7 separate regions of the Mus musculus genome follow, and all the other regions are linked to region 6. Evidence: chromatin contacts called from public promoter capture Hi-C data. All regions are on one chromosome and are shown on one strand. Each heading gives the region's core, a stretch centred on a gene start, on an enhancer-like site or on the middle of the called end of the contact. The rest is flanking DNA. Distances are from core to core; before and after follow the strand shown. Region 1 has its middle 8.0 kb from the start of Hepacam. Region 2 holds the start of Fli1 (Friend leukemia integration 1). Region 3 overlaps Fli1 (Friend leukemia integration 1). Region 4 holds the start of Msantd2 (Myb/SANT-like DNA-binding domain containing 2). Region 5 holds the start of Esam (endothelial cell-specific adhesion molecule). Region 6 holds the start of Srpr (signal recognition particle receptor ('docking protein')). Region 7 holds the start of Slc37a2 (solute carrier family 37 (glycerol-3-phosphate transporter), member 2).

Region 1 (2,985 bases), core at 69-2,568, 2.1 Mb before region 6:
TTTAAAAATATGTTTTTACCAATTCTTTGAGCATTTCCCACAATGTGTCTTGATCATTTTCACCTCAATTCCCTTAAGTCCTCCCAGATTCAGCCATACCGCACTTAAACATTCTATGTGTGTAGCATGCACAAGGTCTTGGGTTTGATTCCCAGCCCCCTTCCTTTCTCTCTTAACAACAGAACAGCCCCACCACAGTAATAAGTTAGTCATTTGCTTGATTAAGTCACACTAATGCAAATGAGAGAGAAAGAGAGAGAGATTGTCTTTCTGACTTTGAAGAGGTACACTGCTTGGTGGTGAGGGTCACATGGCAAGGCACTATGTCACTTTTAGGAGCTAAGAGCCATCAACAGCCAGCAAAGGAGCAGGAACCTCAGTCCTATCCCCACAGGAACCTACACGCTTGGAAGGGGAATGTGAATTCCAGCTAGGAAAACAGAGTAAACAACAGGTTGTCATATGTTGGAGAATGAGACACAGAAGTGAAGGAAGTCAATGAAAGTAGCCAGCCTATCATGCAGATTTCCATTGTGGATTTCCATTGTGGACAATTAGGATTTAACCTTCCTGAGGACTCTGGAAAGCAGTGAAGAATGTGTCTCAGACTTATCCAACCCCATTGCGGGGCAAGAAAGGTGGGATACTTATCCATCACTAACTACATCACTACTACCAGACATGGTCAGAGCTGCTGCTGAGGGTAAAAGCAGGATAATTTCCCAGACATCTACACAGGACCTTCTATGGAAACATCCCACCCAAGTGTCTTTCCTTTCGTAACTCCCTGCCCCCACACTGTGTGTGTGTGTTTGTTTCTTTCTGTTCAACTGACTCTGTACTTGTAGTTATTAATCCATTTTTCCTAGCACCTACTTTAACGAATATAAATAACCTTATTTTACAAAGAAAACCTAAACTTCCAAAGGGTTAGCAACTTGCTAAGAAGATCATGTAGCTACGACAGATTAAACCAAGGACTCCAGATTGACAATCAAGAAAACTTAGGCCTTTCTCTGTATTAGTGGCCTAATCGATGCATGAAGTCCTTCTCCCATGTACTTGAATCTCAACTCTGGTCCAGCTTTTTACCGCCATCTTAGTAACTAAGTTCAGGATGTGAGACAGCCCTTTTTGCTCCCTCCTTGTTCCCTCCCCACTATTGCCAAAGGTATTTTTAGTTTTGATTCGTAAGCCTGTGCACAAATAGTGCTGTAGTTGCTGCTTTTCTCAGTTCAATTCGATGTGGTGGAGAGAGGCTGCAGGGCAAACAGCAGCCAGCTAGTTTGTAGAGCTGAGAAGCGTTGCCTGGGAAACAAGGAATTTGTGTGCAGTTTTGTTGTGAGGAGGCAGGGCTGGGCCTCACCAGCAACTTCTGAACACAAGAGGCAGATTAAGTAGCTCTCTCAGTGCAAAACAAGCTTTTTGAAGCTTGGACAGTGAGGAATGGCCCTCTCCAAGGACATTCCCCCCCCCCTCCTTTCTTTCTAAAGTTTCCCTAGGTGGCCTTATCTAAGTGGCTTCTGAGAAATATCAAATAGAAAGTAGAGGAGTCAGAAGGCATCCCCTCCCCTTCCTAGGCCCATCACCCTGAACAGGGGGTTGGCTGCCTGGATATTTGTCTATATATGATAAGACACTCAGAGGAAAGGGTTTCTGAGGAGATATGTATCTCCAAATGCTGCAGGGTTTCTTAGGAGAAATATGTAATGCCCCCAAGGGATCCAGGGCTCCTGGGTAAAGTTTGAGAGGTTGAAAGAAGGTGCACTCATTTCTGTCCTGGAAGCTGAAAACACATCAAAGTCTTTTGTGCTGAGAGTAAATATTTGATTTCTGAATAGAATTTCCACCCCCTCAGAAACCCAGAGGAACTTAGACTTGTGGCTATGGTTGCTAAACGTGCCCTATTCAAGAAGCTCTCCAGAGGAACAAAGGGAAGAAATTAATTGGCCTTAAAGAGTTGGAGAGAACCAGCCAGCTTTCTCTGACCTACTTAAGATGCTGCCCTCGAAACTTAAGGCTGTTCTAGGGAGCATCTCTGGAGCCCCATGCTTGTAAGGCTTTGGTGTTGGCTATAAACAGGCTGTGAATCACAGGAAGCCACAGATGATGCCCACTCCTCAAAAGCACCATTGTCTCCTTTCTCTTTGGTCCTCAGATGGTGTCCACCCACCAACACCATCCCAGGCAAGGGTTCCTTCTCCATCTCCCTTCTCATCCGCCTCTCAATGAGGGAGGCACAGAAATGAAAATTAGCTGGCCAGCATCCAATAATTGCCTACTGTGTGAAAAGAACTCTATGTCCTAAACATTAAGAATGGTGGACCACGGGGAGGGAAGCGGCATATTCAAAAGCAGTAACTGGCCTCGGCAGGAGCTCAGTGGTGGAGCATGCGCTTGGCATGCACAAGGCCCTGGGATCAGTCCCAGCACCCAAAATCAAAATCAGTAATAGTTGGCACTATCCCTATTTAGGAGCTTAAGTACAGTTGGGGAAGCTGTATCTAAACTTCCAGTGAGTAGTAGATTAGTAGTAGTACATTTGGATTGCTATTTACAAATTACTTTTAAGTATGTGTGTGTGTGTGTGTGTGTGTGTGTGTGTGTGTGTGTGCTGTGCACATGTGCGTGTGCATGTGTGTTTTAATAATAGAATCTCCTTCAGTAAGTCTGGCCTCAAATGTACTATGTAGATATGTAAAATCTTGAACTGCTTGATCCTCCTGCCTCCATCTTCTGAAAGCTAGGATTATGGCTGTTTCTCAGTTTTGTGTGAGGATGGGGATCCAAGCCAGGGCTTCATGCATTCTAGGCAAGCATACTACTATCTGCCCTCAGCCAGGTTCCAAAGAAAGCAGTGAGTAGAAAGAAAGAGTGTGCTTAGGGACTGCAGAGGTAGCTCAGCCGTGAAGACCAACCACTTCCTGTGATTCCAGAGGACCTGAATTGGCTTCCAATGCTCACAGTGGGCAGCTCACAACCTCC
Region 2 (3,233 bases), core at 553-3,052, 2.7 Mb after region 6:
AGAGCAAGAGGGCGGGCAGCCCGGCCGCAGGCAGGAAAGGGTTAAGCCTGATTTCTTTTAATTGAACTCCAGAACTGGTGGCCCCAGGCAAAGGGGGGGGACTGACCCCGCTAGCGGTAACCAGATGTGGCGGTCCCAGGGGAGCCCCGGAGCAGACCCCTGGATTGAGAAGCAGACAGGAGGAGGGGGAGTGGGCCCGGCCCCCACCCCACCCCCCACAGTAAACCGAGTCTCAATTGCTGGCAGGCTGCACCGCCACTCCAGGTCTGGTCACGTTCAGACCCGTGTCTGTATTCGAACCCCAAATTGGAGCTGAATTGATGAGACTAATTTGGAGAGGGGGAAGGGGGGAGGGAGGGAGGCGAGCGAGCGAGCGCAATTGCTCCTGAAGAAATAAAGAATTAATAAGTCACCTTCTTGCCGCCGTGGACACCCTCTTGATTTTTTTTTCCTTTCCAATTTATTCGGATCTGCTCTGGAATTTTTCCCCTCTTTTCCCGGGAGGACTCTTAAATAATAGTGAGAAAGTCCACAGCGTGGTCTGAAGAGCGTGGAAAAAGGTAACCTGTTTTCAAAGTCTGGGAGATGGGAGTCAGGCCGCCAGCGCCGATACCCCAGAGAAGCCTTAACAAGAGAGCTCCTGGGTCCAGCAGGGGAGGCGCGGGGGATAGCAGAAAGAACCGAGCCGGTAAAGCGGGCCACGCCGCTGGTTGGGAATGACAGTCCCTAGCTTGGACCCTTAGACTGCCCGTTCTCATCCAAGGTGGGGTCTCTGCTGAGCCGCGGCTCGCCGCGCTCCTGGGTCCTGCTGCGTAGTGTGGAGGGCAAGCTCGCCCTGGTGTCAGTTCCTTGGGGGCTGCGATGGTATTGAAGAACTTGGGCCGTCGGGTCCTGATAGGTGAGAGAATTTAACTCAAAAAGCCTAGGTTGTGGCTGGTCTACCTCCTTAGCGGGCTGTGGAGCCCGGAGTCGAGGCGCGCCAAAGCATGGGCATCTCTCTGCTAACAAAGCTTGAGGTATTGAGCCCTTGACAGGTCAGGTCCGCGGGACCCAGAATTCGCTTTGAGCCTATCCGGAGACCAGCGCTTAGATGCAAAAACTCTCTTCGGCTCCTCTCTTTCTTTCTTTCTTTCTTTCTTTCTTTCTTTCTTTCTTTCTTTCTTTCTTTCTTTCTTCCTTCCTTCCTTCCTTCCTTCCTTCCTTCCTTCCTTCCTTCCTTCCTTTTTAAAAATAGTAGGTTTGCCTTGATCTGCATCCGAATCTCCCCTGGCGGTCAGCATCGCCAGGTTATCCCCTGTTCTAACAAACTCTTCCGCCGTCTTCCTCCCATCCCCAAAAAAGTTTGACTCCGGCTGGAAAAAGCATTAATGAATGTATCTGTGGGAAGAAACGGAAAGTGAATGAGTCAGGAGGGCCACCTTCGGCCAAAGGCCCAAGGGAAAGGAAAGAGGCCAGAGGCGTTTGGCTTTGGATTTGGGGGGAAGGTGATGGGGGAGTTGCAGACTTCAGGAATCAGGGAGCGGATACTGGGCGTGGACCCCGTCATTGTTCCTGGCCAGCTCTTATCTCCCAGGAGCAAGTATCCTGTGTGCGCAGTGCATGAATGTAACTGGGCATCCCGCGTATATTTATATAGCGAGTGATGCGAAAAGCAGGGCGAGGAGAGGACGAGGGGGTGTGGGGGAGGGAAGACAAGAGAGAGCAGAGAGTGGAGAGGGCGAGATGAGAGAGAGAGAGAGAGAGAGAGAGAGAGAGAGAGAGAGAGAGAGAGAGAGAGAGATAGGACTTCCTCCCCGATCGCAAAGTGAAGTCACTTCCCAAAATTAGCTGAAAAAAAGTTTCATCCGGTTAACTGTCTCTTTTTCGATCCGCTACAACAACAAACGTGCACAGGGGAGCGAGGGCAGGGCGCTCGCAGGGGGCACTCAGAGAGGGCCCAGGGCGCCAAAGAGGCCGCGCCGGGCTAATCTGAAGGGGCTACGAGGTCAGGCTGTAACCGGGTCAATGTGTGGAATATTGGGGGGCTCGGCTGCAGACTTGGCCAAATGGACGGGACTATTAAGGTAAGCGGCTGGGCAGTGGGCGCGGGGAGAGGGCCGACCGGGGCGGCGGGAGGGCTGGGCGCCGGGGTCCCGGAAGACGTGGCCGCTCTCCCTTCCTTCCGCGCCCCGGCTTCGCGCGGTCTCCTCCGGGTGGCGAGTCCCCCATTCCGAGGAGGCCGGCCAGCCTTCCCGCCCAGGGCGATCTACCCCTCACTCCTTGCGCCACTGTGGAATCCCGCAGGCTCCCACTGTGCCGCCCGAAGGGGCTGCGAGACCCGGCAGCTGAAACCTGGGGACCCGGGGCGCGGAGCAGAGTCTCGGGCGGGAGATCGCCGGGTCGGTTCCCACCCGGCACCCAGACGACCTGGCCCCGGCGCCAGGCACTAGTCTGGCGGCCAGCTTCCTCACGCCAGAGGCCGAGATCTGCGCGGGCAGGAGCAGCGTTCGCCTCTGGCTGGGGTCCCCCGACCCTCCGAGCGAGTTGGAGGAGTAGTTGCGGGAGGGCAAGGGGTGCAAGGGAGGGTGTCTGAGGATCCGGCTGAGCCGGCGGGTCCAGATGGAAGACCCTGTTTACTTGTCAGCCAGACCGGTTTCTCTTCCCCCCTTCTCACTGCTGCTGCCCGGCAGTTGCGGACGCCGGCTGCCTGGAGCTAACGGGCCCGCCTCGCAGTTCCTCGGGTTAGGAATCTCCTTGCTCTCCGGCTCCTCAGTGCCTCAGATCCCGCACACTGTGCGTGCGCCTGCTTTAGAGCAAGGGATCCAGGAGCTGTCCTCTCAGTAAGAATTAAACTCCTTCAACAGCTGTCCCCCTGCGGTGGCTGGTTCAGAGTCTATGGCCTGGGGCTTGCCGATTGCACCCCCACCCCCACCCGCCACCCGCGCCGGCCCAGCTTGGGTCTAGGTTGCAAAGTGCAGACCAGCAGACCTGTGAGTCTGGGTTCCCTGTCACGCTTCAGAAAGGCCGAGTGCTCCCTCCGAAAGGGGGAAGTAGGGCCAGGAGCAGAGACGAGGGACACCCCCTAACGTGACTAGCCTAAGAGGACTTAGGAGAATGAATGAGAGCAGACGTTAGCTTCAAGGCTGCATATCAAGCAGGAATTGCTCTGGAAAAACTATCAGGCTGGTGAGGTGGGGACTGGCAGAGCCGCCATTCTCCAGAACCCAGAGGAATCCACTTCCCTCTCATGGCTT
Region 3 (3,205 bases), core at 496-2,995, 2.8 Mb after region 6:
TTTACGAAACCATACAGAAATGCCTTCACCTAGTAGATACGCAGTCAAGACATAAGACCTTTTGAAGCTATGGACCTGGAGACCCTTAATAAAGAAATGACTTAGAGACTGCAGTCTATAATCCCTCGGTAGCATGACCTCTTATGATGGGATGCCCTTGTTTCTGACCCTGACCCCGCCCCTGCTCCTCCTTGCTTGCTTCAACAAACAGGAAGTTGACAACCTACCTTGACTTAATCCTTTTCTGAGCCAGAGCCCTCTGTTCAGCTACCCCTCTGGCCACTTGTCTTCTGGGGAGAGGTCCCACAGGAAGACCCTACACAGATCTGAGGAGAGCCATTGCACTCAGCTCTGCTGTCTTAATTAAGAATCTGAATTAAGATCTGAACAAGCTATTTGCTTTGGGGTGTGCAAACATGGTTCTTCATTTCCAGCCAAAATATAGAAAGAGAAATTGTAGTAAAAAGTGAAATTCAAGTGAAAACCAAGTCAGGTAGAGCAAATTTTTAAACAAGTTCCAACAACAACAACAAAATTGAATATCTACTCAAACAATTTCAGTTTCATCAAAATTTAATAAAAAATGTGGACTGAAAGGCTTCAAGAACTGTTAAATTAATTCTTTTTAATTCATTAATAATTACTATTATAATTGAAAAAAGCAGTGTGTTTTTAAAAAGGAGTGACTTCATAGCTAAAATACAAATTCTGCTTAGTGTTGACATTTTCAAGCTTAAAATCACAGAGTTTTGGTAGAAGGGAAGAGAGCCCAGCAGCCCAACCCACTCTTCATAGCTGAGAAAACAAATACCCAGAGGTTGTCCAAACCATGATTTAGTTCATGACATAGCTGGGACTAGAACCCAGGCTACCTAATGGTTTTTATAGTCCATCGGAAAACTCAGACATGCGTAATGTCTTCAGCATTAGAAAGATCTATTAATGGCTAGTAATTGCTGAGGAACCTGCTTTAAGCATGTTTAATAAGCAATCCTTCAGTTCATTCACTGCCTGGTTGAATTTAGCCAGATGCTTTCCAAACGTGTGGGCGATTTTGTTTGGGGGGTAGTGACAGCATAATCTAAAAGTTTAGAAACCAGGTATGAAGCAAGAGTGCTATTACTCGTCTACGTTGACTGGGCCATAACTTTGATCAAGGCCTCTAATCAAGCTTTCCTATGGCCCTGAGATAAAAGTAGGAACCGTTGAAGTCTCCTTCATCTTGATGCTGCTCTCAGATTATTTGCTGAGGAATGAAGTAAGCTTTTTTTTTCTTTCTAGATCCTTATCAGATCCTGGGGCCAACCAGCAGCCGCCTAGCAAACCCTGGTGAGTTAACTTGAACCTGCAAGCCTTTCCCTCCAGAGCATTCGTTATATCTGTAAGGTTACACAGAAACCTTACTCCTCGGTACGGTACAGGCACCTGTCTGGAGACTGCATGGGCTTCCTTAGTCAAATATTCAACTGTGCACAAACAAGAGGCAGGGCCTGTTCATGAGTAGCAGGGTCTGCTGCCACAAGACGTTTCTGGAGAACAAGCACCTCTGGACAGAGGTTTATGTCCATGGCAAATGACTCAGATGGAAGCTCCCCGTTAGGGAAGCTATTCTCAGTTATTCCTCATCCAGGGCTCATGGATAAATGTCCCCAAGTGTTGTGGTTTTGACTTGAGTGCTATAGTTATCCAGCCTTTGAAAAAGGAAGTGCAAGCATCCCAAGAGAGTTGCACACACAATGAACGTGACAAGATGTGAAGGATTCACTATTAAAAATAACTCTCGGATGTGTTCTTCTAAACCCAAACCATGGAGATGGGGAGCTCAAGGCAACAAAAGCCAGGCCCACGTGCCTGCTGCACCTGCAGTGCTACAAGCTCGCTGGGCCTCCTCCCTAACCTTTAGCTAAACCATTCCTGCCCAGAAGATAAAAAGCCATCCAGCATCCAGCCCCTCCCGTTGCCTCTGCCCATGCGGAACTGAACACTAAGAGCCGTGCACTTTTCTGGAAAACAGCCCAGCTTAGTGAACCCCAATTCTATGAGGTGCCTTCTCTCTGCTCTACCCCACAGCCACCCCCCAAGAGGTTCTTGGATACTTGACACTCTTTAAGGCCAATGTTGAATAGTTTGAGGGATTTCAGCACTAAATGGAGATTAGATAGTGACTCAGGTCTAGGTAGAAAGGTCTAAGGGGAGGGTCAAAAATCTTAACAAAAGGATGTGGAAAGTTGGCTTCCCTGAGATCCTAAGAGCTTGGGACAAAGCCAGCATTCACCACAACCATCCTTTGGGACAATCTGTCTTAAGATCTAACCTTGCTTACTACGCTCATTTTGGCGGCGGCAGTAGAGTAACAGTATATACTGTACCCTTTTTTTAAGATTTATTTATTTTATTTACGTGAGTACACTGTATCTGTCTTCAGACACACCAGAAGAGGGCATCAGATCCTATTATAGATGGTTGTGAGCCACCATGTGGTTGCTGGGAATTAAACTGAGGACCTCTGGAAGAGCAGTCAGTGCTCTTAACCGCTGAGCCTTCTCTCCAGCTCCATAATGTACCTTTTGAAACTAGCTGGATAAGCCCGTCTTTGATGATGAGCAAGCTTTTGAAGTGATGGGTGTGTGAATTGCCCCTCTGTGATTGTCAACCACTATGTATGTCTGTCAAAATATCACCACATGCCCTGTAAACGTGTACAATTATCATGTGCCTATTTCTGTTTTCTAAAGGAAAACATAAAGGGTTGTCTCCACTTTCCTTTTTTGTTTTGTTATTTGTTTGTTTGTTGTTGTTGTTTGTTTGTTTGTTTGTTTGTTTGTTTTTCCAGATAGGGTTTCTGTGTAGCAGAGCCCTGGCTGTCTTGAACTCCTAGACCAGGCTAACCCCCAACTCACAGAGATCCACTTGCCTCTGCCTCCCAAGTGCTAGGATCAAAGGTATGTGCCACCATGCCTAACCAATAAAGGTTGTGGTGGTGGTGGTTGTTCTTGTTGTGGGGAAAGGACATGAGTTGTCATGTTTAGGAATCAGAACTGAGACTACTGTTCTTCTGTTTCCTCCTGCATGCAGGGAGTGGGCAGATCCAGCTGTGGCAGTTTCTCCTGGAACTACTGTCCGACAGCGCCAACGCCAGCTGTATCACCTGGGAGGGGACCAACGGGGAGTTCAAAATGACGGACCCTGATGAGGTGGCCAGGCG
Region 4 (3,244 bases), core at 116-2,615, 2.3 Mb before region 6:
GTAAAATTAACCCACATTAAGCCTCCACATTTAAACATGCTGATGCATAAGGATGGCCAGATGCATACTCGGTTTTACTTGTCCGCATCCGGGCACCCTAACTAAAGCAGAAAAAACCTGGGTGACAAGAGAGGGCTTCCTCAGAATTAGAAGCCTCCTGACTCTCAAGGCAACCTGACTCTGAAAAGATCGCCAGTCCAAATTCCAAAAGAACCTTCAAGCAGACTAACGTTCAAGGTGTCCTCTACTGTCCTCTACCTCCACGATAACAATACACGACCTTTCTTTCACTAAGCCTTTCCAGCTCTCCAAAAGCACCTCAAATCTTGCTAGTCCTTGTATCACCTCAACTGACAAGCAAAGCGACTGACACAAAAGGCCAGCCGTCCCAATGCTCTATTCTTGAAACTTCAGCAAAGGAAAAAAATCTTACACTGGGCGCTCATCCGGCCCTCTGCTACCCTTCCTCAATTCCATCCCAGCTGGAAAGCTTCAGTCTGGGAGCCCCTCTATCTGGGAACAAAGCAGTGCGGGCGACAGCACCCGCGACAGTTGCGGGCCCCGCGCACAATGAGAGAAACTACCAACTTCAGAGCGCAGGAACATCCTCAATTGGCAAGAAAGAGGGGCGGCGGCAGACACGCCCAACTTCAAACTCAGGAAACCTACGGGCTGGCGGCCATCTGGAAAGAAGCGCCCCTTCCCAGGGAGAGAAGAAAGAGGCGGAGCAGACACAAGGGATACCCGGGGCCCGGGAGGGGAGCCCCGCGCTCGGCCCGGCCCCCGCCCCCAGGCCCGTTTCCCCGCCTTCTCTGCCTCTGGTTCGCAGCCCCGGGCAGAGCGGCCGGTTACCTTGATGCGCTCCCGGCACTGGGACGGGGTCCGCTCGTAGCCCAGCTCGGCCAGGGCCCGGGACACGCGCTCGTACATGGCCGGCCCAGGGGCCTTGCTGCCGAATACCGTGCCGGCTCCCTCCAGCTGCTGGTACCGCGCCTCCACCAGCCGCTCGTTGCCCCATACAGCGATGAGCGCGTTCGTCTCTGCCGGCGTCCACGACATACCCCGGCAGGCGGCGGCAGCGGCCGCCGCAGCCCCGCCACTGCCGCCGCCGGGCGAGAAGGAGACCGAGGACGAGGCAGCGCCGCGGCCCCCCAGCCCCAGCCCGAGACCCCCGGACGCCGCGGCCCCCGAGCCCGCCGCGCTGCCGGGCCCGAGAGGGGAGGCTCCCCGAGGCGTGGAAGGGTCGGACAGCGATGGGTTCCCGTCGCTCAGGTCGCCGGGAGACGCCGGGGAAAGCACCTCCATCTTCGGAATTTTGAGCGGCGAGTTGGCGGGCAGCTCCGAGCCACAGGGCGCAGCCATCTTCCAAGCCGCCGCCGCTGCACCGCCCGGAAGTGACGCACCCCTGCATCCGGCCACCGGGGTCTCCGGGGCTGCCCTGGGGCCTGGCTCGGGGCTGAGTGGCTCGCCGCGGTCAGAGGGCCCGGAGGATGTGTCTGGCTGGCCCAAGCAGCCCGCAAATCTTCGCCTTTCCCCTCCAGCCAGCTGGTGCCGGCCGCTCCTCTCCCGGGAGGAGAAGCTGGGACCCGGCGCACCCAAGCTCCGAGCAGAGAAGGGTGGGGGCATGAGGGCGCGGGAGTGAAGGACTGGTTGGAGCCTCCCCACTTCCTTTCCAATCTCAACCCTCACAACAGGGGTGAGGCCCGCGAGGGCCTCGAATTAAGGACGAATTGGCTATTTCTGTTTTCCTGTCTCCGCCCCTGAGCCTATCCTCCCTCTAAGCCCGCCTTTAGGTACGGGAACCGAGGTCCAGACTGGAGACTAGGAAACCCTACAAAGGGTATGTGGAGGAAGGCAAAGCGGGAAGGCTGCTTGCAGTGGTTCTGGACAAGACTTTCGAGAACAGATATGAGTTAGAGTTTGCACGCTTTAGCTTTTCAAGAAACTCAGCCTCTATAGCAACTCTGATTGCACTCACGTGTTCTGCTAGGCAAACACCCTGTCACTGAGCCACACCCACAAGCTTCGTTTCGTTTGTTTTCTTGTTCCTCTGAGTAACTGTGTAGCCAATGATAAAGTAAATGTCTTTCTTGCTTTTATACAGTATCTATAATGGGGACATGAAAGAGCTCCAGAGCCCAGCAGAATAGCTACTCCGGTACCTCAGTCCACTGGGATTTGGGACTGGTTTAAAATTTCCCAGTCAAGTTCAAGGAAATGAAACTGTTCCTGTGACCTAGTAGTAAATTAGCACTCATCACTCACTCCTGAATATTTCCGTAAAGTCTTGAACATTGAAGTATCATATAGCTATAAGATATAACCTTGTTTGTGTGGTATTATTTTGGTTTTTGACACAAGGTTTTTCTGTGTTATCCTGGCTGTCCTGGAACTAAGTCTATAGACCAGGCTGGCCTCAAACTCCGCCTGCCGCCTCTGCCTCTGGAATGTTGGGATTAAAGGCCTGAGCTGCCACCACCACCTAGTCAATTTCCATATTCTTTAAAGCTGGAAATCCTGTTTATCTCAGATCATTAACTTTAAAACCTCAGTAGTGGCAGAAAGATGCCTCAACCAGTACAGGTATTTGCTGCCAAGCCCGCCCAATGACTGAAGACAACCTGCTCTCATGACTTGTTCTTTGACCGTCATACATGGGACATGCCACCCATATCCCCACACTTACACACAAAATTAAACTTCATTTTAAAATGTGTTCGTTTAGTTTTATGTGTATAAACGTTTGCCTATGTGTGTATGTGTGAAGGGGCCTGATGTTGGTAACGGTCAGCAAAAGGCATCAGATCCCTTAGAACTGGAATTACAAGACTTGCAAGCCATCTGCAGGTTCTGAGTCCCTTGTAAGAGTAACTAATGAGTAATCTCTCCAGGCCCCACGCAAGATAATTTAAAAAAAAGGGGGGGGGGGTGTTTGTTTGTTTGTTGGTTGGTTTTGGTTTGTTTTGTTTTGTTTGTTTTTTGTTTTTTCGAGACAGGGTTTCTCTGTTATAGCCCTGGCTGTCCTGGCACTCACTTTGTAGACCAGGCTGGCCTAGAACTCAGAAATCCGCCTGCCTCTGTTTTTTGTTTTTAAAGCAGACTGTAACTGAGGCAGCTGACCAATGATATTATGAATAAATTATGCAGTCTCTCTCGGTCACTCAGTGTTTTTCTAACTAACAAATATATGTTATGGTTTTGCAAGGAAAAGAAAAAGCTGAAGTCAGCCAGTTATAGAATAATG
Region 5 (2,912 bases), core at 301-2,800, 2.3 Mb before region 6:
TTCGTGGCATTATTAGTAGCATTTTAGGCTCTGGATCTTTGATATGACAAAATCAAACTCAAAAGCTGAAAGAGAAAAAGGAGGGGCCACGGGTGACCTACAGAGGATGCCTGTGATGTTCAGGCAGCCAATATAGGTTTTTCCTCCCTTGCTTGGAGGCTGACATTGCCCTCTCCAACACAGTAAGGGCCAAGCTGAGGAAGAATGCAGAAAAGAAACAGAAGCTGAGGTTGAAGGTGCAAAAGCAGAGCTGAGAAGCTGAAGGCACAGGAAACACTCCAAGCTTTGGAGGGAAGGGCACAGAAGCTCTGAGACTCATATTTGGGAACCTAAGATCTCATGCCCTCAACACCACTAGGACACAGACCAGGCCGAAAGAAACCATGGGTGGGAGCAGGGAGATCCCCATCAATGTCACTGAATCTACTCTACATTCTTCCAGGTCTTACTTGCTCTGACATCCTCTAGCCCAAGGAAGAAGTTAAAGCGAGGATTCTAAACCCAGAGAGCAAAACAGCCTGGGGAATAGCTTATAAGGGACTTAGTTCCTACTGAGTCATTTCTCTCCAGATATAGTACTGGGTGGGCCACCTCCAGCTCCTGCTTAAGATAGTTGTCCTGGAGAGCTCACCCAAACACTTGTTTCAGGAGGTCCCCTTCCTCTTGGACCCTTTGGCACCCTCTCCCTATTTTCCTTGTTCCTTTGGATCTGAGAAAAGATAAGGACGATGGTAGACCTGATGGTAGGCTGTGTGCTGGAGTCTGAGCAACTGACCTCTTCCCGAATTTCCTGTGTCCAAATGACCTCATGGTCAGGCTTTGGGGGCATCTCCTTTGATTTCCAGGGCAGGAAGCAGGAAGGAAAGAAAAGAGCTTGGTGGGGAAATGCTGGGACGTGAAGTACTGCTTGAAGTACTTGCGTCAAGACTGAGGACCAGGCATTCCCTCAGGGATCTTTCACATCAGCTTGAATGAGGGGTGCGGGGAGGGGGGACTGGAACTAAGTCCTTAAGCCTTTAGTCACTGTCTCATCCAGTGCCTCAGCTTATCCAGCTGTGATGAGTGGGGGTAGAGAGTAGACAGGAATAACTGCCTTAACTCATCCCAGAGGTCTTGGCTGGAGATGCCTTTATCCCCCTCCCCAACACCACACACCACACCAAAGCTGGAAGCCGTTCTAGCCATAGAAGGCAGAAAGTGTAGCACCAACCAGTGATGTCCAGAAGTGGAGAGTAATGAGGAAAGACAAGAATGTCAAACAAAAATCCCTTCAAACCCACTCTCTAAAGTCCTCCCCTAGGATCAGATTTACCTGATCAAAGCCCTCCAGACCCGGTGTTTGACTCACCAAGGGTACTCAGTCCCAGGAACAAAACCCGCAGCAAGCTGGTCTCGGGGGTTCCAGCCTGAAGAATCATGGCCCTCCTTGGCCCGGAGTACTCAGGGAGAGTTGGACACACGGTGTCTACAGGTGTTGTGGGTGAGCGGCGGCAACCCGAATGTGCACAGGAACCAGGCTACTGACCAGGGTGGCTCCAACCCAAGTCAGCGGGTGTGCGGATGGGGAGGTGGGGTGGAGACCGACTGGACAGTGGGCGGGGCATTCAAAGGGGTGGAGAGGTCACCGTCCTGCCGGGCGCGGCGCGCTAGTGACTCGCAGCGGGGGAAGAGAGCTCTCCCCAGGCTCAAACAGCCGGATCCGCCGGCCTCTACCTCATACCTCCAGGGCAGGTGTCAGGAATAGAGGGTGAAAAAGGAGGAATGGGGGCGGGGGGACTAACCTAAATTTAAGAAGTGACCCCGACCCGACAATAAAAGCCCTGTATCTGGGGTCAGAACGGCCGCTCCAAGCCTGGCGTGCGGCATCCCGAATCAAAGCAGAGCAGCCTTCTCGGAGGAAGAGGGGAGCCCCCACGTTGTGTAGTGTGGGTTCAGCTGGGTTAGGAGCAGCCGCTGAAATGGGGATTCGAACTTTATTAGCCCACACCTCTCTCCGCCCGGTTCAGGCCCGAGGCTTCTGGGGAAGACATCCAACATAGCCCTGACGCCACAGGCCTTCCTGCTCCTAAGGCTAGAGAGGGGCTGGTTCTCCAGAGTTCCAGAAACCGAGGCCCGAGGCGGAGTGTATGGGGGTCTGGGGGGAGTCTCGGACCTTTGCCTCATGAAAACACGGAAGACCTGGTACAAGGGAGGTGAGCAGGAAACTGAGGCAACAGTCACAGGCTTAATGCTGACCAGGGAGGAGGGAGCAGCTGCAGGAGGACGGGATATAAATAATGTCTTTCCCTTCTGTACAGCCGCTGGTGTCTTCGCAACCGCCCATCCTTGTAGTGAACGGCTTAGGCCAGTTCTGATCCTTTAATTCCCAGGACTAGATCTTTCCGCTGTGAATTTAATTTCAACCCCACACCCCACCCATGTCATTGGGGGCGGGGATGGGGGTGGCGGCACCTCTGCGCCCCCTGATGGCCCGGGCTGCTTCAGCAGGGGGAACGCACCGGTTCCAGCCTAACAGCCAATAAATAAAAATATGCTTCAAGTATTTGGGCAGGGCTTTGCTGCGCAGGACAGAAGGCATAGCCACGAATGTCTGACGTGGCCTGTTCCGAGGGAGCAGAACTGTCAGGCAGTAGAGGCAGCCTGGCCTCCTCATCTCTACACACCCCATCAGCTCCAGTGTTGTGCAATGGCTTTTCCTACCTAAAGAGCCCCAGCCTGGCTCCTCTTCAAATACCAGTCATGCAGTGGCTCTACGAAATGCCTATACAAACACTAGACTGCCCCTGACATCTATGGAATCTACCTCTTTGGCAGCTCAGCTTTCAAACTTTGTACTGTCAAAAGGTGATGTTAGGGATGGGCTGTCTTGGTTTTCCTTGCCTATCAGATTTTTCTAGATTTGAGAATACTAA
Region 6 (2,859 bases), core at 47-2,546:
GGAAGTCATTTTGGAAATCAAATGTGCCATTCAATAGACTTAAAGCACTCTGTTGTTGGATCTCTGTGCGATACTTATCCCGGAACAGTCGGTGCACATCATCTATCAACTTGTCTACATAGGTCAGCGTGAGGATCTTCTGAAAGCCAACCTGTTTATGGAAGGAGACGGAGCCAATAGATCTCCTTACATGCCAGCCCAGAATGGAAGGAAGCCAACTCAACCCAAGCCTCCAGAGATAGGTTTCCTGCCCCGGGAGAGCCAAGCTTACAATCTTACCCAGAAGTCGCTTGCTTTCTCCCCTCCACATTCCTAACTTTTTTCTATCACTTTATCACATACACAATACCCACAATTAATTAGGTTCATCAGTGGGGATGCTGTTGAGAACATAACTTGTCTTTCTAACATACCCCCACTTACCACAAACACCAGCTCAAACTGGTTGTCCAGTTTATACTTGAGTGTGAGAGCCTCATGAGTGAAAGAGTTGTTACCGCCCCGTTCCTGGAAAAAGAGCGTTTCAGCAGTCAGGCTACATCCACAGCAAAACCAGACTTTGGACTACGTTTGGGAAATAACCAGATATAATCCTGCCCTCAACAAGGGAGTTCTGGGACATTTCTAGCACCCCGTGAGAAAAAAAGACAGACAGACAGACACCAGGTAAGGACAAGGGGTAAAGCTGGGACAGGAGACAGGACACGTGGGAGCCAGGAAGTAAACAGTCATATATAAACAATCAGATCTTCTAGCAGCTGTGAACCATCTACTGTTCCTGAAAGGTGTTCTCGCATCCACAGTTTCACCCAACGTCAAAACAGCAGAAAACCACGCTGCTCGGATGAGTGGAGAGGGAGTTCGAGTCCATTAGGACGCCAGAACGTGGCTAGAGCCCCGGAAACGGGAGGAGTGGGGGGCGTCGCAAAGTTTCGGGATACTGTGATCCAGGCAAGGAAGTCGATCCTGGGTGGCCGGTAACCGACCAGTTTGAGGAGATCAGAACGGAAAGTGCGGAGTGACTACTGGAAAGGGGACCACAGTCTGGGTCTGAGGGACGACAGCCCGGAGTTCTGCCCCGCGGGGGTGGTACCTGCAGCAGTACGGAACGAATCAACGCGTTGACGGGCCCGGTGCACGAGTCGCTCACGCCCTGGAAACACCAGAGCACAAGCCCGCCCTTCGAGAAGATGGTGAAGAAGTCAAGCATGACGGAAGCGGGAGAAGACTTGAGGCCGAGACCGGGGCCGGGAACTCGGGCCGCGTCCGCCGCCGCCGCTTCCTGCTGCGCCAAGCGCGGGACACGTCACACCAGCAGCCCCCGGAAACCGGTTCAGCCGCACTTCCGCTACGAGCCTCCGTGGTCCCGCCCCTTTCCCGCTCAGGGCGCGCGAGATGACGTAGACTCAAGCCTGACCAATAGCACACAGGGGCGGGACTCCAGAGGCGATAGCTCCCCTATAGCGTGGAGGGGTGGAGCCTGAAGAGCACTGCCGGCTAATCGGCGCGTTCGTGTCTATTCCCCGTGGCGCGGACCGATGACAGGAAGGACAGAGTCGGCTTGAGGGGAACCCACCTCAAGCTGAAAGAAGCCGGGCTCTAAGGCCATGTTTCGCAGAGCGCTGCGTCTTGGCTTGGGCCCGGGCCTCCCATACCGGGGGCTACGCACACGCAAAGGAGGCTTTACTCTGGGTAAAGCTGAGGGCAGCAGTGGTTCTGGGGAGCCCAAACCCTCCATAGATGTGACCTTCAAGGTTCGACCCCCTGCCTCGTGCGGGCGGGACAGCGAGTTAGCTGGGGGAAGGGGTAGGCTTGCCTACTAAAGGTCAAAGAGCCGAGGCAAGTGTATGGCTCTCAAGGAGGCACTTCCCAGTGGACAATGCCATATAAATGGAAGCTTGCTGGCGATGATGGATAAGGATAAGAAACCATTACAAAGGTGCCCGGCTTTAGAAGGCTGTGCAGTATGAAGTATACTAGGGACTCGTTCCCTGGGCCTGGCATATCTGAGAATGGGGTTCAGGAGGGAGAGAGATCTGCAAGAGCTAAATAATGTGAGTCACATCTCGCTTGATGGGGAAACAGAAAGTAATTTCAGGAAGTTGAATCTTCCAGTGTTAGAGATCCATGATATTGGGGCCTGGTGGGACAAAGACCAAACAACAAAGTTCTAACAATACTGCTGCATATGAGTTGATCTTATGAGAAAGGATGACATTGGAGGTGTGGCAATCCAAATGCCTATTTCAGCCCCCCTTTTCCTGTACCCATCCTCCAACCCCCAACCACGCAGAAAAGAACATAAGTCATCTAACTGTAACTATGTCCTGCAGACTGGGATGCAAAGGTGTCTGACTTTAAGAAGAAGGTTGATTCCATCCTGCCTGGAAAGAAATATGAAGTGCTGTATGACACCAGCCACCTGCCCCCAGAACAGGCGGATGTGGTCATCATAGGAGGTGGGATTCTTGGTCTGTCTGTGGCCTTTTGGCTGAAGAAGCTGGAGAGTAGAAGAGGTGCCATTCGGGTGCTGGTGGTGGAGCAGGACCACACGGTGAGGTCAGGGAGTAAGGGCAGTCATCTTATTGAGGACACAGACTGTGGCATTGAGGGCAGGGACTGTGCTTTGGACTTTGGAGCTTAAGAAATAGTTCCAGGCTCTTCCTCCCTCAACAAAGACCCGCAGCAATAACATTGTTTTGTTGGGGAAGGGGAAGAGACTTTGCTACTGTTGTTTAATCTCTTTGGAGATGGGGTTTCAATATATGGCTGAAGCTGGCCCTGAACTCAGCATTTTCCATTCTGTGCCTCCCAAGTGCTCCGATTACACGTGCTCCAGAACATTTACCCATACTTGCT
Region 7 (3,318 bases), core at 204-2,703, 2.0 Mb before region 6:
TCTACTTACTGAATAACCTCGCATGGCTGCAGCTTCCTTGGTTCATTTGTATGGCAACCAGATCCTTCTCTTAGTCCTCTAGAAATCAGTAGCTGCCATTCTGAGGATGCCAGCTCACTCTGTGTGTCTTCTGTTTAATCAGGAGTGTTTGCCACCTGGGTTTGAAGTGCCCAGGGCAGATGAGAGCTTAAAGTCATGTTACCTATTTTGATACCCATGTATGCCCCACTTCACTAAATGGTAAAAAAGGGATGTGGAGTTTATTTATTTAGTGTGTGTATGTATGTCTATTTTATTTGGTACATTTGCCTGTGTATGCACATATGATGGCCAGAATAGGACCCTGAGTGTCTTCTGTCATTCTCCATTATTGTCTTACAACAGGGTTTCTTACTGAATAACAGACACTCGGTTTGGGGGGCTGGCTGGCTGGCCAGTGAGGCTTTCAAGCTCTACTTGTCTTCCTCTCCTAGTGCTGAGGTCAGTGGCCTGGGCAGCCATGCCTGCTTTTTTATGTGCATGCTGGAGATTCAAACTCCGGTTCTCATGCTTGCACAGGAAGTGCTCTTACTGAGCCATCTCCCTAGACCCTGTACTTAGGGATTTCACTGAATTGTACTACATGATACTCTTGGTTTCCAGCATTTTACACGACATGGCATTTGTGCCTCCTGCCTATTGCCTTCTCCTTCCTCTAATCCTTTACCCCTGCCCTTGACTTGTTGCCTTTATTTCTGGCACTAGACCCATACTCCCAACTGCTGGTATTATCCAAGGGTTTTATAACTCTGCTTACCCTTTTTCTGCTTGATACCAGGGCTGACAAGCCAAGCCCATTATCCTGAGTCCACTGTTTGGTGGAGTTGTTACTGCACCTCCTTGACCTTGCTCTGAATACTGGACACTCCTAAGAGTTAGGAGTGGGTGGGGTAAGGGCTAAACCCATTCCTATTTTATGTACTATTAAAAAGTTTACTTTTGAGGCGAATACTTTCCCTTTCCACCCTCAGTATTTTGCCCTTGGTTTCGTACACAAGAATCTCGTCGCAGCTTCTTTTTATAGGTGGAAATTTACTCTGAATCTTTAAGCTAGAGGCAGTCATTTTTATGAGCACGGAAGACCCTTGTAGCTCTTCACTGCCACCTGGCTGCGTGCCTGGAAAGTGGAGATTGGAGTATTGGCAACATAGTTAGTTACTGGCTAGTGGAGCTTTAGGAAAGCTCCAGCAGACTCAGTGAACTCAGATTCGTCTGAGCAAGCAGAACCAGAACCTGAGAGGTGGGTTTGGGGATCATTTTCCTCCCTGAGACACTTCCAGGGCTCCCAAAGAGAGCCCGCAGATCATGAGTCAGCGCGGTGGTCCCACTGCGTTCACTTACACAGAGCACCGGATTTGCTTTGTGTCAGGGCACAGAACTGCTCAAGACAGGTAGCACTGCAGGAAACCCAACGTCACACAGAGTTGATGACTTGTAGGACTGCTGTTTTCAGTTCCCCATCCCCTCGTGGGTAGTGAAATGGAAAAGCCCAGACAAGAAAGAGGAGCCCCAGGAAACTCAAGACTGCTGGTTTCTGACTAGGAGAGAAAGTTCGAGAAAACAGATGGCAGTACATAGAAAACAGTGGCTAGTGAGCACAGAGGGATAGCTAGGACTTGCACTCGGCGCGACCTAGAGGGCAGGCCGGTCATGTTCAAGGGGCGGAGGCTCTGGCCATGGGCCTGCCTGGGGCGGGCCAGTCGGCGGGGCATTTAAATCGCTGCCGCCGCTGGCCGGGACGCGCGCCGGCTCTGCACCCTCCATAGTCTCAGCTTCGAGTGCCGGCGCCTCAAGATGCGGTCCTCCCTGGCTCCTGGTGTCTGGTTCCTTCGCGCCTTCTCTAGGGACAGCTGGTGAGCAGGGCTGGGGAGGGAGGCTGCCAAGACGCGCAGAGACTTGCTCGGGCGGCGGATGTTTCTGCTTGTCCCTGGAGTGGGGGATGGGGTTCTAGTTCTATCTGGCAGGGCTCCTTCGGTGGCGCAGGCGTGGAAGTTTAGTAACACAGAACTATTAATTCCACATTAGCCCAGACTTCTGTCTAACCCCGGTGAAGAACAAACAGGGTGCCTAGGAGTCTTCATCCTTTTTGGTTTGCCACCCCGTATCTGCAAACACAAGCGCACAAGCGGGTACCTGTGGAGTGCCTCCAAGTCTTATCTGTGTATTTGGAGGATCCGGATTTGCCTTTGAGGAACCCAGGCCAAGAACTGGTAGAATATAAATGGAGCCAGAGAGCTTAAGGCCCCTATTGATTAGATTAGTTAACAAGCCAGAAATCACTGGTTCTATTAAGCCTGTCTGACCCTTCCAGTCTCAGGGATACCTAGCTAGGGCAAGATCTCTGGGATCAGAGCTGCAGCTGCTCCAACACTGGGTGGTCACCCTTAAAAGCATGAGCTGGCATTGACAGCAGCTGCTCCCAGGACCACAAGGTCACCCTTGTGCTGGGAGAAGAGGTTTTAGCCAATCTCCATTGAGCTTTTGGAGCAGTGTACTTGGTCTGCAAGAGGTGGGGAAGGAAGAGTGTTAAAACATTTTGTTAGTTACCGTCATTTATAAACTATAAAACTTAACAAAATAGCCAGTTGCTGGCTTCTAAAAAAAACAAAACAAAAACAAAACAGATGACACAGCAATCTCAAATCTAAATTCTCAAACTAAACTAAGGGTCAGATTGGGCAGATACTTAGTCATCAATTTGGCCTGGTTTTAAAATAAGTCATTTTGTTTCAAGGTCTCTCAGGCTAATAATCATCTAAAACATTCTTTAGATGGTTTATGTGGTCCTTTCTACATTTGGAACTATTAAACAGTTTTATGTTTTCAGAAAGAGAGAAAATGTCTCTCAAAAGGAGATGAACACGAGAGTGAGAGCGTGTACTGCCCTCATAATGAAGGAGCTAGAAGATGTCATAATTGGGTAGAAAGAGAATTCAAGGGGAGGGGAGAGTTGCCGTAAGGTGGATGTGGATGGTAGCGATGGGCGCACAGTACACTTGCTGTCCCTGACTTTAGCTGCCCTGACTTTACATTTAAAGGTGGTTGAGATGATAAGGTTTTGTGCTATGTATATTTTACCACAATTTTAAAAAGCATAATATAAATAAGCTCATTTATACATTAAGACTCTTGAAGCTGTCTCACTAGTGGACATATTTTATATGACTTATCAATTAGCTGCAACTTCAGAGACTAAAATTGCTCAATGTCAAGAAAAACTAAAATCAGGATAAATGACAGACTAGAGTCAGATAATCTGGAAAGTTTTCTCTCTGTAAA

The links. Promoter capture Hi-C pulls out the DNA fragments that hold promoters and counts their contacts.
Region 1: a promoter capture Hi-C map of frontonasal cranial neural crest shows a contact between it and region 6. The contact joins the enhancer-like site here to the promoter of Srpr in region 6. A contact is called at or near these places in 4 of 39 promoter capture datasets (cranial neural crest, frontonasal cranial neural crest, liver and 1 more) and 1 of 115 datasets of contacts at active chromatin or transcription factors (astrocytes).
Region 2: a promoter capture Hi-C map of pre-B cells shows a contact between it and region 6. The contact joins the promoter of Fli1 here to the promoter of Srpr in region 6. A contact is called at or near these places in 2 of 39 promoter capture datasets (neutrophils and pre-B cells) and 2 of 115 datasets of contacts at active chromatin or transcription factors (astrocytes and large pre-B cells).
Region 3: a promoter capture Hi-C map of pre-B cells shows a contact between it and region 6, with 4 times the contacts expected there. The contact joins the enhancer-like site here to the promoter of Srpr in region 6. A contact is called at or near these places in 3 of 39 promoter capture datasets (the C10 cell line, pre-B cells and stem cell-derived epiblast-like cells), 1 of 115 datasets of contacts at active chromatin or transcription factors (astrocytes) and 1 of 9 other capture datasets (adipose tissue).
Region 4: a contact with region 6 is called in a promoter capture Hi-C map of liver, with 6 times the contacts expected there. The contact joins the promoter of Msantd2 here to the promoter of Srpr in region 6. A contact is called at or near these places in 4 of 39 promoter capture datasets (hippocampal neurons, liver and pre-B cells), 1 of 115 datasets of contacts at active chromatin or transcription factors (pro-B cells) and 1 of 9 other capture datasets (liver).
Region 5: a promoter capture Hi-C map of liver shows a contact between it and region 6, with 2.8 times the contacts expected there. The contact joins the promoter of Esam here to the promoter of Srpr in region 6. A contact is called at or near these places in 1 of 39 promoter capture datasets (liver) and 2 of 115 datasets of contacts at active chromatin or transcription factors (astrocytes and stem cell-derived neural progenitor cells).
Region 7: a contact with region 6 is called in a promoter capture Hi-C map of pre-B cells. The contact joins the promoter of Slc37a2 here to the promoter of Srpr in region 6. A contact is called at or near these places in 1 of 39 promoter capture datasets (pre-B cells) and 1 of 9 other capture datasets (macrophages).

What each region holds. Positions count from the first base shown.
Region 1 is chr9:37,358,159-37,361,143 of GRCm38.p6, reverse strand. No RefSeq gene overlaps it. Among named protein-coding and RNA genes, the nearest start is that of Hepacam, 8.0 kb to the left of the region's middle. Within about 2 kb of position 1,318, at least 135 of the 459 cell types and tissues checked have an H3K27ac peak or open chromatin away from gene starts, as enhancers often do. A contact at or near this core is called in astrocytes, where this site is marked.
Region 2 is chr9:32,540,021-32,543,253 of GRCm38.p6, reverse strand. It overlaps Fli1 (Friend leukemia integration 1), which reads left to right and starts at 1,802. Exons shown (of 9, transcript NM_008026.5): 1 at 1,802-2,063. The coding sequence starts at 2,046.
Region 3 is chr9:32,424,176-32,427,380 of GRCm38.p6, reverse strand. Fli1 (Friend leukemia integration 1) reads left to right here. Exons shown (of 9, transcript NM_008026.5): 8 at 1,282-1,329; 9 at 3,076-3,205. Among named protein-coding and RNA genes, the nearest start is that of Gm31755, 14 kb to the right of the region's middle. Within about 2 kb of position 1,745, at least 4 of the 459 cell types and tissues checked have an H3K27ac peak or open chromatin away from gene starts, as enhancers often do. A contact at or near this core is called in pre-B cells, where this site is marked.
Region 4 is chr9:37,487,442-37,490,685 of GRCm38.p6, reverse strand. Msantd2 (Myb/SANT-like DNA-binding domain containing 2) reads right to left here and starts at 1,365. Exons shown (of 4, transcript NM_146222.2): 1 at 853-1,365. The coding sequence starts at 1,362.
Region 5 is chr9:37,526,727-37,529,638 of GRCm38.p6, reverse strand. It overlaps Esam (endothelial cell-specific adhesion molecule), which reads right to left and starts at 1,550. Exons shown (of 7, transcript NM_027102.3): 1 at 1,349-1,550. The coding sequence starts at 1,418.
Region 6 is chr9:35,209,640-35,212,498 of GRCm38.p6, reverse strand. Srpr (signal recognition particle receptor ('docking protein')) reads right to left here and starts at 1,296. Exons shown (of 14, transcript NM_026130.1): 1 at 1,094-1,296; 2 at 424-507; 3 at 1-151. The coding sequence starts at 1,210. Foxred1 (FAD-dependent oxidoreductase domain containing 1) reads left to right here and starts at 1,444. Exons shown (of 11, transcript NM_001291448.1): 1 at 1,444-1,692; 2 at 2,334-2,554. The coding sequence starts at 1,608.
Region 7 is chr9:37,253,873-37,257,190 of GRCm38.p6, reverse strand. It overlaps Slc37a2 (solute carrier family 37 (glycerol-3-phosphate transporter), member 2), which reads left to right and starts at 1,453. Exons shown (of 19, transcript NM_001145960.1): 1 at 1,453-1,892. The coding sequence starts at 1,834.